Regions from separate parts of the Mus musculus genome. Here region 2 is linked to region 1. The links are chromatin contacts, called in public HiChIP or PLAC-seq maps. All regions are on one chromosome and are shown on one strand. The core of a region is the stretch at or near the end of the contact, and the rest is flanking DNA. Distances in the headings are between cores, read along the strand shown.

What was found. HiChIP or PLAC-seq counts read pairs in DNA pulled down with a chosen protein or histone mark.
Region 2: a contact with region 1 is called in an H3K4me3 HiChIP or PLAC-seq map of embryonic forebrain, with 4 times the contacts expected there. The contact joins the enhancer-like site here to the promoter of Adamts14 in region 1. A contact is called at or near these places in 4 of 39 promoter capture datasets (the 3T3-L1 cell line, hippocampal neurons and pre-B cells), 4 of 484 Hi-C or Micro-C datasets (cortical neurons, myocytes, nephron progenitors and 1 more) and 1 of 115 datasets of contacts at active chromatin or transcription factors (embryonic forebrain).

The regions. Positions count from the first base shown.
Region 1 is chr10:61,269,491-61,275,107 of GRCm38.p6, reverse strand. Adamts14 (a disintegrin-like and metallopeptidase (reprolysin type) with thrombospondin type 1 motif, 14) reads left to right here and starts at 1,689. Exons shown (of 22, transcript NM_001081127.2): 1 at 1,689-1,952; 2 at 3,851-4,251. The coding sequence starts at 1,871.
Region 2 is chr10:61,658,026-61,663,848 of GRCm38.p6, reverse strand. It overlaps Ppa1 (pyrophosphatase (inorganic) 1), which reads right to left. Exons shown (of 11, transcript NM_026438.4): 3 at 4,347-4,400; 4 at 2,818-2,937; 5 at 73-159. Among named protein-coding and RNA genes, the nearest start is that of Ppa1, 12 kb to the right of the region's middle. Within about 2 kb of position 1,783, at least 77 of the 459 cell types and tissues checked have an H3K27ac peak or open chromatin away from gene starts, as enhancers often do.

The DNA of each region.
Region 1 (5,617 bases), core at 440-2,939:
CCTGTGCAAAGTCCTAAGGCATTAGCCTGAGAAATGCCAGAACTCGCTTTCCTAGGAGGGTCTCCAGCCTAAGGCAGTGGTTGCTCCACACAGCCCTGTTCACATTCTGGAGTAAGGCCACCCAGCTGCCTCCTTACCTTGTGTCCCCAGTGCCCTCTCCCTAACAAAGCCTTTCTCAGTAGAGAAGGGTCTGGACACATAATCCTTGGCCAACACAAGCAACCATTGTAGCCCCAGGGAAGGGAGTGGGGGCAGAGAAAGGGGATGAGGTTTTAATTTCTCTTTACCAAGGCTGGTTCCAGGGAAGGCCCCAGCTCACAGCTCATGACTCAGACTCAGGGGGTCGGAGCTACAAGTCTATTCTTCAGGGCTTGCTCTGTTGGGGGCAGGAAGGAGTTGCTGGAATCTGGCCAGGGTGCCTGGGCTTTCTAAAGGAATCTTCTCTGGGATGGCTTCTCAGGAGGGAGCAAGTGAGCTATCCTTATGTCACTTGCCACATCTGTTCCCAATTTACAGCTTGGAAGACTGAGGTCCTGGGAAGTCAAGCCCTTATCTTAGAACCACTTCGATTGGCAGAGCTCTGGGGATGAACCTCTGTAGCCTACAGCCTGGTCTTCTCCTTGACTCTCCTTCAATACTGACCCACTTCTTGTCCCATCAGCTTCACACAGCCCCCCCCACACACACACACACCTTGTCATGACCTCACAGGTCTTTAAGAGAAAGACTTAACATTTATTCATCTGGTGGTTGGTTGGTGACATTTCTAACTGAGTGCTTCCATGTTACCTGGAGTATAATGGGTATCAGCTCTCTGAGCTGACTTCAGAAATGAGCTGGCCACCCCAGACCCCAGCATCATTTCAAAGCCATAGCCACAGTTAAACACAACAACAAAATCAAAATAGCAAGGCCAATCAGATCCTCCCTGCTCTAAGTTTCCACCTGTGAGTAGTTTGAATTCGAGTCTCATTGCAAATTATTAAGGACATACTTGTAAAGTGAAGCAAGAACATGGGGTTTTCTGTTGGGCTCTGGGCCCTGACTGTGGAACTGTTCTCAGCGAGCTGCCAAGACAGCATCTGCTCAGCCTGTGGACGCTGTGTTCCTTGCACTACCGTGCTCAGTACTGTGACAGGGGTGGACACGCTGGGTGTTCATCTTTTGCGTGCTGTGGTTAACAATTATGCCACAGATGAAGAAACTGAGACTCAGCACCAGGATTTCCATACGAGCAGTTGGGCTGTAAAGCCTTGCAGCCCCCCCACCCCCTCATATCGTTGTGACCTGACAGTCCACAGCGCTATCATCTGCAAAGTGGGACGATTCAAGGGGTCAGGAGCTAGTTGGGCATCCTGACAGGGGAGGGGGAAGCTCCCAATCTGCGCCTTCAAAATTCAATGGGGACACTCCTGGGTGCGGTGGCTCTGGAGTAGTCACAGAGCCTGCAAACGGGGAGGAGCGGCTATGGGAAGAGGATCAGGCCGTGACTCCGGAAAGCTCTGGCGTCTGAAGGGACGATCACCCCGTACGCCGGGAGCCCCTGCGCGGGCTCCGCGTGGCACTTCCGATCCGGGCCGCATGCCTTAGCTCGCCAGGCCCGCCCCCGCCCCCGGCGCCCGCGCCCCCCGCCCGAGCCGCGCGCCCCGCCCCGCCCGTGTACCCGCCCCGCGCCCCTAGCCCGGCTCGCCGAGTCCCTGCGGCTCGGGACAGCGCGGGCGGACTGAGCTACCGCCGCTGGAGCCAACAGTGAGGGCGCCGTGCTGGGGGGCCGGGAACGGGCCAGCAGGAGGCGGAGGCTGCCGGCTGCTCTGCGATCCGGCAGTCCCGGGACTCTGACTCCTGGAGGTCCCCGTCCCCGCGCAGCCACATGGCTTGGCTCCGAGCTCTGCTCCACTGCCTGCTGCCCTGGTACTGCGCGCTCTGTGCCGCCGCCGGCAGTCAGACCCCAGGTGCGTGCGGGCCGGGCGCGCGGGGACGTGGGGTCTCTGGGGGTGCTGGCGGCCAGAGTGGCTCCTGGATGCAGGAGCCAACCAGGCAGAGTTCGAGGGGAGTGGAAGGCGGTGCGCCTGGTGTGGGTTGAGTTGCTTAGCTTTGGCTGCTTCTAGTAATCCCTGTCCCTTTCCTGTCACTGGAGGTAGTGTGACCTGCAGGAGAGGATTGGGAACTCTTCCAGTGAAGAAAAGTCACAACCCACCCTTCCCCTCACCACCCCAACCCTCCGCCATTGATCTTTCAATGCCCTGTCTCCACTTGTGGGATTGTTTGCACGTGCGCCTCTGAGTGTGCATGTCTAAGATGTCTCACACAGAATCAGGCTAACAGATGATTGCTTCCCATAGAAGAAAACTGTGGGCACTCTTGCTTCTGACCAGTAAGAAGTTTGTACCCTAATTCTCCTCCATAGCATCCTCAGACACTGTAGACCGTCTCCCAGGAAGAGAGCAGAGACATACCACACACATCTCACAGCACGGGTACCCTTCAGGTGCTTTTAGGCAAACAAGAAAAGGCTCTAGTTATTTCCAAACAGGGTTCATGTGCCCAAGTGGGACCGGTCTTGCGCAGTTTTGGGTTCTGCAATCTTAGCTGTCCAGCTAAGAGATAAAGGAGCACCATACTCCGAGTACAGTGTCCTGGGGGATCTCAAGGGTGCATCCTTCCTTTGTGTGTGTTTTATCAGTGCTGCGAGCTGAGGAGGCAAGAAACGGAACTGTGGAGAGTGAAAACTCCTTCCAACTTGTGTCCATGAATCACCAGGCCTGGAAGCCAATGAGCTGTCTTTTCTGACTGGCCGTTCACAGGGAGAAAGCTGGGGCGGGTGAGGATGGGGCCCACTGGCAAATGGCCTACAGCCTGGGGCCATGACCTCACACTTAAGTCAGCCCAAGTGGGCAGGTCACCCCCTGTGTCTCTTTTTATTTTGGAAGCTCTATATTTATCCTGCTTGGGGCTGGACAGTGCAGAAATCTCACAGCCACTGTGATGCTTTAAAAAAAATCTTTCCTTTCTAACCTCGGAAAAATATATAACGGTACATTCCCTCGCTTCCTCCTCCAGCTCCTCCTCTCTCTGTGTCAAGAGCCAGGGTCCCCTGGGTTTCTAGGTGTGTTTGTTTTGGCAGCCACACTCTTGGGAGCTTGGCAAGGGCCCTGCCCCAGGCCGGGCTGGTGACTTCAGCACACTGGGGGAGTTGAGGCAGATCTGGAATTTCAGCCCTTTCTAAGCAGTGCTCAAGGTTGGAAGGCCTGTTGCTCTGATGACAGGACTCTGTTTGACATCATTTATTTACTTCTAATATATATATATATACACACACACACATATACACACATATACATATATATGTATATATACACATATACATACATATGTATATATGTGTGTGTATATGTGTGTATGTATATATATACATATATACACATATACATATGTATATGTGTGTGTGTATGTATATGTGTGTATGTATATATATATACATACACACACATACACACACACACACACACACAACACATATATATACATATATATATATGTATATATATATATATATATATGTATATATATATGCCGATGGCCACAGAGCGAATGTATGTTCACACATTTATGTCTACCTGAATGCCATTCAGCCAAGTTCAGACTGAATGGGGGGTGGGGGTGGGGGCTCAGGTAGCAATGGGCAGAAGGTACTTGAACTTGAGGCTAAGGGACCTGTGATAAGTGATGCTCAGGGCTGCCTATTCATCATCTCCACCCTCACCCTATGACCCCCCATCCCTGGGTTCCCATCTTCCTCTTAACCTCTGCACAGTGCATAGTAAAGTGACTCTGTGTTTACCTCCAACAGACCTGCGCCTCTCTGGGAAACTTCACGACTATGTTGTGACGGTGCCTTGCAGCACAGATTTCCAGGGACGCTTCTTGTCCCATGTGGTGTCTGCCCCCGCAGCTCCCTCACCACGGAGCCACCTCCGCGTGGCTCGCAGCCCCCTGAGCCTGGAAAGAGAGACCCCGAGGCCTGGCGGTCCGAGGCAGCATTTCCTCTACTTTAATGTGACTGTCTTTGGGAAGCTGCTTCACTTGAGGCTGCAGCCGAACCGGAGGTTGGTGGCCCCAGGGGCCCCGGTGGAATGGCAGGAGGACTTTCGGGAACTCTTCCGACAACCCTTGCAGCAGGAGTGTGTGTACACTGGAGGTGTCACTGGAATGCCCGGGGCAGCTGTGGCCATCAGCAACTGTGATGGATTGGTAAGGGACACCACTTTTACTCCTGTTGTACATCAAGTTCCTTCCCCAACCCAGAGCCCCCTATAGATTTGGGATTTCCAAGGAAATGGTATACTACAACACATGTCAATGGCCTGTCTGTCTTCCAAATGGGCATCACCGTGGCTTGCTGGGTGCCAGGCTCTGCCAGGTGTGAGATCGTCCTAGTGAGACAGTACATTTTTAATGGTTTTCCTCACCAGGAATTCACCAACAAGCTACCTGTGGGGACCTCTGGGCCCAGACTAAAACAGGGCTGAGAAAGGCATAGTCTAGGGCAGTGGTTCTCAGCCTGTGGGTCACAACCCCATTTGGAGGTCAAGTGACCCTTGCACAGGTGTCACCTAAGACAACCAGCCACTCAGATATTTACCTCAGGATTCATAACAGTTATGAAGTAGCAAGAGAGATAATTTTGTGTTTGGGTATTGCCACAACATGAGGAACTGTATTAAGGGGGTCGCAGTGTTAGGAAGGTTGAGAAATACTGATGTAGGGTATACTGGTGGCTGCACTTGAAAGCTGTGCAGCTTTGGATAAGCTAACTAACATCTCTGTGCTTCTTTTCCTTGTGATTAAAGCAGGGGTTTACTTATTATTTGCTTATTTTTATTATCATTATTTGCTTATTGAGACAAGGTCTTTCCATGTAACCCTTACAACTTGAGATTCCCCCTGCCTCTGCCTCTGCCTCTTAGTGTTGAAATCATAGGCTTGGGCCCCTCCTCCGCAGCAGGATTTGTTTATCCATTCTGCATCTAGTTCTGCTTCCATTCTGGAAGCTGGGGATGCAACCCGGTCCCTGCCCTTACACACGGGGTGTGATGCTAATACCGTGTGAGCTGTCATTATGTCAGGTGATGCTAACACTGTGTGAGCCAGCTTCCCAGCCAGGCTCAGACGACGGGGGTCACACTGTCATTATGTCATATCTTCTTCTTTCCATGTGTTTCCTCGAAGCTCCCTGCTCTTCACTGACTACTCTACAAGGCCACTCATCCTCAAGATACCCTTACTCTCTCTCTCTGTTGCTCTCTTCTCTCTTCTATCTTTCCTCTCTCTCTTCTCTCTTTCTCTCATACACACACACACACACACAAAATATGTGTGTGTTGGATGCCTGTGTGTGCACACTTGGTCCCCCGTGTACCTGGGTGTGGCAGCCCAAGGTCAGCCCTCTAACCTTTCTCTCGATTGTTTACTTCTGCTAAATCTAAAAAGGACCAGATGGCCGCAGCGAGAATGTACGTTCATTCACACATGTACGTCTCCCTGAATGCCATTCAGCCAAGGCCAGGCTGACTGTGGGGGCTCAGATAGCAAATGGACAGAAGGTGCCTGAACTTGG
Region 2 (5,823 bases), core at 534-3,033, 390 kb before region 1:
CATTAATTTTCAAAACAGAAACTGGTATGAGTCGTTAATTTTAATGTCACAGGGAAAATTCAACTTCATTACCTTGCTTCCGATTTCACAAACATCGATTGGGTCGTTGTCACCACAGCAGCCAGTGTGCTTGTCACTGTGTCCTGGGTCTTCCCATGTCTAAAACAAAGCGAGGGTTAGAGTGCAGCACTCTGACACACACACACACACACACACACATACACACACACACACGCTGCTGAACAAGTGCAACCCCCACGAGATCTGCTGAAAAAATACAAACCAGCTACCAGCTGCTTCTAAAACTTTTACAGGCTGGATGTGGGGGTGCACGCCTTAGAATCCTGCACAGCTGAGGCAGAGGCAGGCGGATTTCTGAGTTCAAGGCCAAACTGATCTACAGAATGAGTTCCATGATAGCCAGGACTACATAGAGAAACTGTCAAGGAAAAAAACAAACGAACAAACAAACTTTACAATTTCCATTTAAGAACTTTTAACTATAGAGAAGAATTATAATGAAATGTTGGAGCTTCGATTATGCATATAATGCTAAGCTAAATGTAAGCTTCAGAACAGAGAATGAAACTAGGTGTGTCAATATGTGCCTTTGATCCCAGGAGACAGACGCTGGCAGATCCCTATGAGTTCTAGGCTAGCCATGGCTACACAGTGCCGTCCTGACTCAAAAGCCCAAAACCCAAAACAAGAAAATGATCCTGCTTCGAACACTTAAGTCATATGATGGTGCGTGCCTGTAATCCCAGCACGTGGAAACCGAGGCAGGAGCTCAAGTTCCAGGCTACAGAGGTCTTACTAAGCCACACACAAAGACCCTGGTGTCTCAAACACTAAGGGCTAAGGGTGGGCAGGGTGGGGGTGTGATGTGGTGTGTGACTCAGTAGGAGAGCACTTGTCTAGCATGTGCAAGGCTCTGAGTCTGCTGAGCTGCTCTGGGTACTTACGCCATCTATGTCCTATCAGCTGGAGTCTCTTCATCACAGATTTCTGCCACCCAGAGAGCCCGGAATGGAAATGATAACCTCTGATGGTGAACGCAGCCTTGCTGGCTGGGAGCCAAGGCTGAAAAGCTTAAATTACTGCCTTTCTCTCTTTGCTAAATTGCAGGCCAGAGACTCGGCAGAGCATCTCACAAAGAACTGATCAAGTGTGCGGCCGGCTGTTGGGCTTAAATTGCAGCTGCTGTTAGGTTCCTTTATTCCTCAGCAGAACACACTTATGACTTGGATTTACTTCCCTCTTCAGCTAGAGGAAAAAGATCAAAGTGAACGGGATAAAGCAAGACTGCTTCCAATACCAGGAAGGCAGGAGTCCGCCCCGAGAAGAAGAGCTCAGCACTGTGTCCCCACAGGGACCACACATCAAAGCCAAATACCAAATCAACTCAAGTGCGGTAATTGGGACAGACAAATGACTCTGTGATTACCCAACAAACTAGATGAGTCTGACCTATATGCTAGTAACTTATGATTCACAATGATGCCACTTAATATCACCTAATGATGAATAGGGAACAAACCATTACCCACAGGAAAAACTAAATTGGATATGTGTTAAGTGTCGCATGATCAAATGTATGTCCTTTACTAATAACAGTTACAAGTCTCTTTTGTTCCTGATTTTTTAAGATAGGGTTTTTCTGTGCAGCCAGCCCCAGGCAATCTTTGAACTCAGACATCTGCTGTCCTCCGCCTCTGAGTGCTAGGGTTAACCCCGGCACCCCCACCAAAGCCTGATGACTCACCATCCAAAAACTAAGCAACGCCTTACTATGTGCTTGCGATAGACAGGAAAACAAGGTTCCAGCTGTGTAAGAAGAAAGCTCGCCGTGATCCTGACCCAAAGCTTCTGACCTCAGGAGAACCAAGCCTCCATGTACAAGGCAGTAAGAATGCACACGGGCAGAAAGACAGTAAGGGCTCTTTTCTTCCAAACAACTGTCCAGGTTGAGTGTGATTTGTGTCTCCGAGGAACAGAGGGAGACCACTGTGTCTGCACCACCATTTGGTGTGAGAGTCTTTGGTGACAAGAGTCTTGCTAAAGGTAAACTTTCGGCTCTCAGTATTGCTCCAGCCTCTGGAATGCTGAGTTCGGAGGTGTATGTGATATCTGGGTAGAAATCAAGCCTTTTGGTGTTAACTTCCATTTTAAAATTGTCTTTTTTTTTGCATGTGTTAGTGTGTGTGGGCATATGTCCCATTAAGGTCAGAGGACAACCTGTAGGTGTGAGCTCTCACCTTCTGCCATGGGACTTTAGGACTCAGGTCACCAAGTGTCTGGCAGGCACCTTTAATTCTGGCTGTGTTTTTCAGAGACAAGCTCTCACTATGTAGCTGTGGCTGTCCTACAACTGGCCATGTAGACCAGGGTTTCCTCCAATTTATGTCAGTCCTCCTGCAGGCTGGGCTAACAGGAGAGTGCCCTGCAGGCTGGGCTAACAGGAGTGTGCCCCTAAGCTTGGCTAAGAACCAAGGCTTTAAGTACCAAGGCTCCCTCTTCTCACTACACAATACTAAGTCTGTGAAGAATGTACAGTCGGGAGTCTAAAATGAGTCCATAGAAAACGGAACATTTTAGAAAATCTGAGCTTAAACATAGACATATTCCTTCTAGTTAACCTTGGAAATAAGTCATTAAAATGTTTAAAATAAAATTATCCCATCCAGTGCTTTTCTGCTCTGTGATAGCCAGTATTTTCTGCATTTAAACGTTTGATCAAAAGTGAGTTAATTTTTACTAAGCTAAAAGAAAAAAAAAGTACATTTTTAGCGAGTAAGGAGGCTCTTGGACACGTACCTGAGGGATGGCGCCGTAGTTCCAAATATACCCTTTATAAGGGAACAGATTCGCCACATAGCGGAGCTTCCCCTTTTTCACATCTTGCTTGATTGGGTTTAAAGGGTCCTTTGTAGCAATCTGAAATGAAATGCCAGATGGGTGTGCAACACTGCTGGAGTCAGGATCCAAGAAAACAAATTATGTAGGCATGATCCCCCCTCCGTTATTCCAACTTCAGGATTTGTTTCATCCCTGACATGGTGAAAACTGAACTAAAAGCTCCTCCGACAGCTGTTATGCACAACAACATAGAGAAGAGAAAAAGAACATTCACTAATTCCAGGAACCAAGAAGTAAGACGAGCTGGACCAAACACCAGCATCCCCGAGGAAGGGCACTGTGCTGGCAAGATGGCCACAGAGCAGCACTGCTGGGCTTCATCCCCAGATGGCCTGCAAGCTGACCTCTGCCCGCCACCAACAGCCACACGCATATAAATTATTAAACAAATAACTGCAATTAAAAACAACAATAAGAGCCTTAGGAAACGTACAAAATAATTATTATCCAACGTCAGTTTTCCTTTCTAGTTAAAGTTATTCAAACATCTGAGAGTGTAGCAAATGCAAGTGTGGTCACTGTTAAAACAAACAAACAAACAAACAAACAAACAAACAAAACACCTAAGGAAGCTAGGCATGGTGGTGAACGACCATAATTAATCCCAGCCATCCATCAGGAGGCAGAGGCAGGCAGATGCTGTAAGGTAGAGGCCAGTCTGGTCTATATAGGGAATTCTAAGACATCTAGGACTACATAGGGAGACCCAGTCTCAAAAAACAAAAACAAAAATCCAAGTGATATAAAGTGAGGATCGATAAGGAAAGGCAGCCACGTCACTGTCTGCCATCGGAAAGAAAAGAAACTCAGCCAAGGCCACCGAGCTCTTCCTGCTGAGATGTTCTGGATGTGGCCCCAGCATTTGGGAGGCTAAGACAAGAGGAGGGGAAGGAGCTGAAGGGCAGCCTGGGCTGTACAGCCACACCTTACCTCAATAAGACAAAAAGAGAAAAGAAAGCAGAAGCAAACATTGACAAGCCACTTTGGGGCCATCAGAGGCAGTGGGTGGGACAAGCAGAGGCCTGGGAGAACATCCTGGGACAGGTATGCTGCCAACACAGGAGTAAGGGTACCTGGAGCTGAGGAGGCAGAGACGGGGAACAGTGAGACCAGACACAGGAGACCAGACGCCTGGATACTTCTCATCTTTAAACAAATCAGTTTGGCTGGATAAAAAACTAATGAACACACATGGGGCTGGGTAGTAGAGGGCTCAGCAGGAAGAAAGCCTGCTGCTCATGGAGAGGAAGCCAGTTCAGTGCCACACTGGGCAGTTCACAACTATTTGTAACTTGGGTTGCAGCCGCTCCTACACACTGCAGGGCTCCGCAGGTACCTCAATATAAGTGGCACACTCAGACCCATACATTAACTAAAAAGAATCTGATAAAGATAACTGACATGCCAAGTCTGACGAGCTCTCTTACCTCCATTTTGGCGTTGGACCAGCGTGGAACCTCAACCACCATGTGGAACACATCCTGGAACAAGAGAGACAGTGAGACAAGCACAAGTCACCCGGCCTTATTGCGGCATGGCTCACCTCTCTTCCTCTGAAGCTAAACTACCAACTCTACCAGACAACCGAAGTTAAGGAAATTTCATCGAAGTGGGTGGGGTGAGCAGACAGAATATGGAAGACTCAAGGCCATGGATGCATGGTTACTCACAGCGTGTAATACTCTAAACTTTCCTGTTTTAAATTTTTCTTGTTTTAAATACTCCAGTATTTGGGAGTTTCTCATAAAAAGGAGGATAGGTTTTCAACAAACACAAGACATCTTCTCTCTGGAAATGGCTGTCTTCAGAAAAGCCACCTCCAAAGGCTGCTGCCATTCCTTGCAGTGTCCTGTAAATTACTCAGAGGAGGTTTCCGGTGCACCGTGGGACACACCTGAGCTAGACGAGCCCCTGCTTCAACCCCAATATTAATCAGCCAGATTACCCACAGGATTCTCCAAATTTGGCTGTTTCTCGAAGTCCTTCCGAAGAGAACTAGGGGTTGACACTAATGGTAGGCCTGCCCTCTGATATTTTTTTTAAAGATTTATTTATTTATTTATTTATTACATGTATATATGTGAGTACACTGTGTCTGTCTTCAGACACACCAGATGAGGGCATCATATATCATTACAGATAGTTGTGAGCCACCATGTGGTTGCTGGGAATTGAACTCAGGACCTCTAGAAGAGCAGTTGGTGCTCTTAACCACAGAGCCATCTCTCCAGCCCCCCTGCTCTCTGATATTCTAACTGATGGGATTCTAGTGTAAGCACATCTTAAACATAGACTCCTGCATTCACAGGCAAAAGTCCCCAGAAGCCAGCAGTTTTAAAATGCACACGTCAAGTCAAAGATAGATTTAACAAAGACTCCTGGGTGGAAACGGAACATCATTTTGTCCAAACTGTAATTTTTACCAAGAAACAAGCCTTTACACGAAGGGTTTCAGTTCACAGCCTTTACAAGGACACAAATCAATCTGCAATTGCTCTTTAATAAAATCCTTATCTTTCAGTCAGGTATGGTACCCATCTAGAACCTCAGCATAGGAGGCAGGAACAAGAGAATCATGAGTTTGAAGCCTTCTTGAAGCACACACACACAAAAAGTTTCAAAAAAGAAAGAAAAGAAGCAAATAAAAATAAAATCAGGGGTTTTAATTTCCAGCAGCAATATTCCAAAGATCCACAAGGTGGTGCTGTTGCAACATAAACGATCGGAGGGGGAGGAAATAAGGAACTCGGTTGGTAATTTTTCTTTTCTTTTTCCTCACTCTGCCCCCTGCCCAAGAAATGACATCTAATGCCCAGACATTACAAATACCTGTGATCTCAGCACTCAAAAGGTGAAAGTAGAAGGCTCAGAAGACCAGCCTCTTAAGCTTGAGGTTAGTCTAGG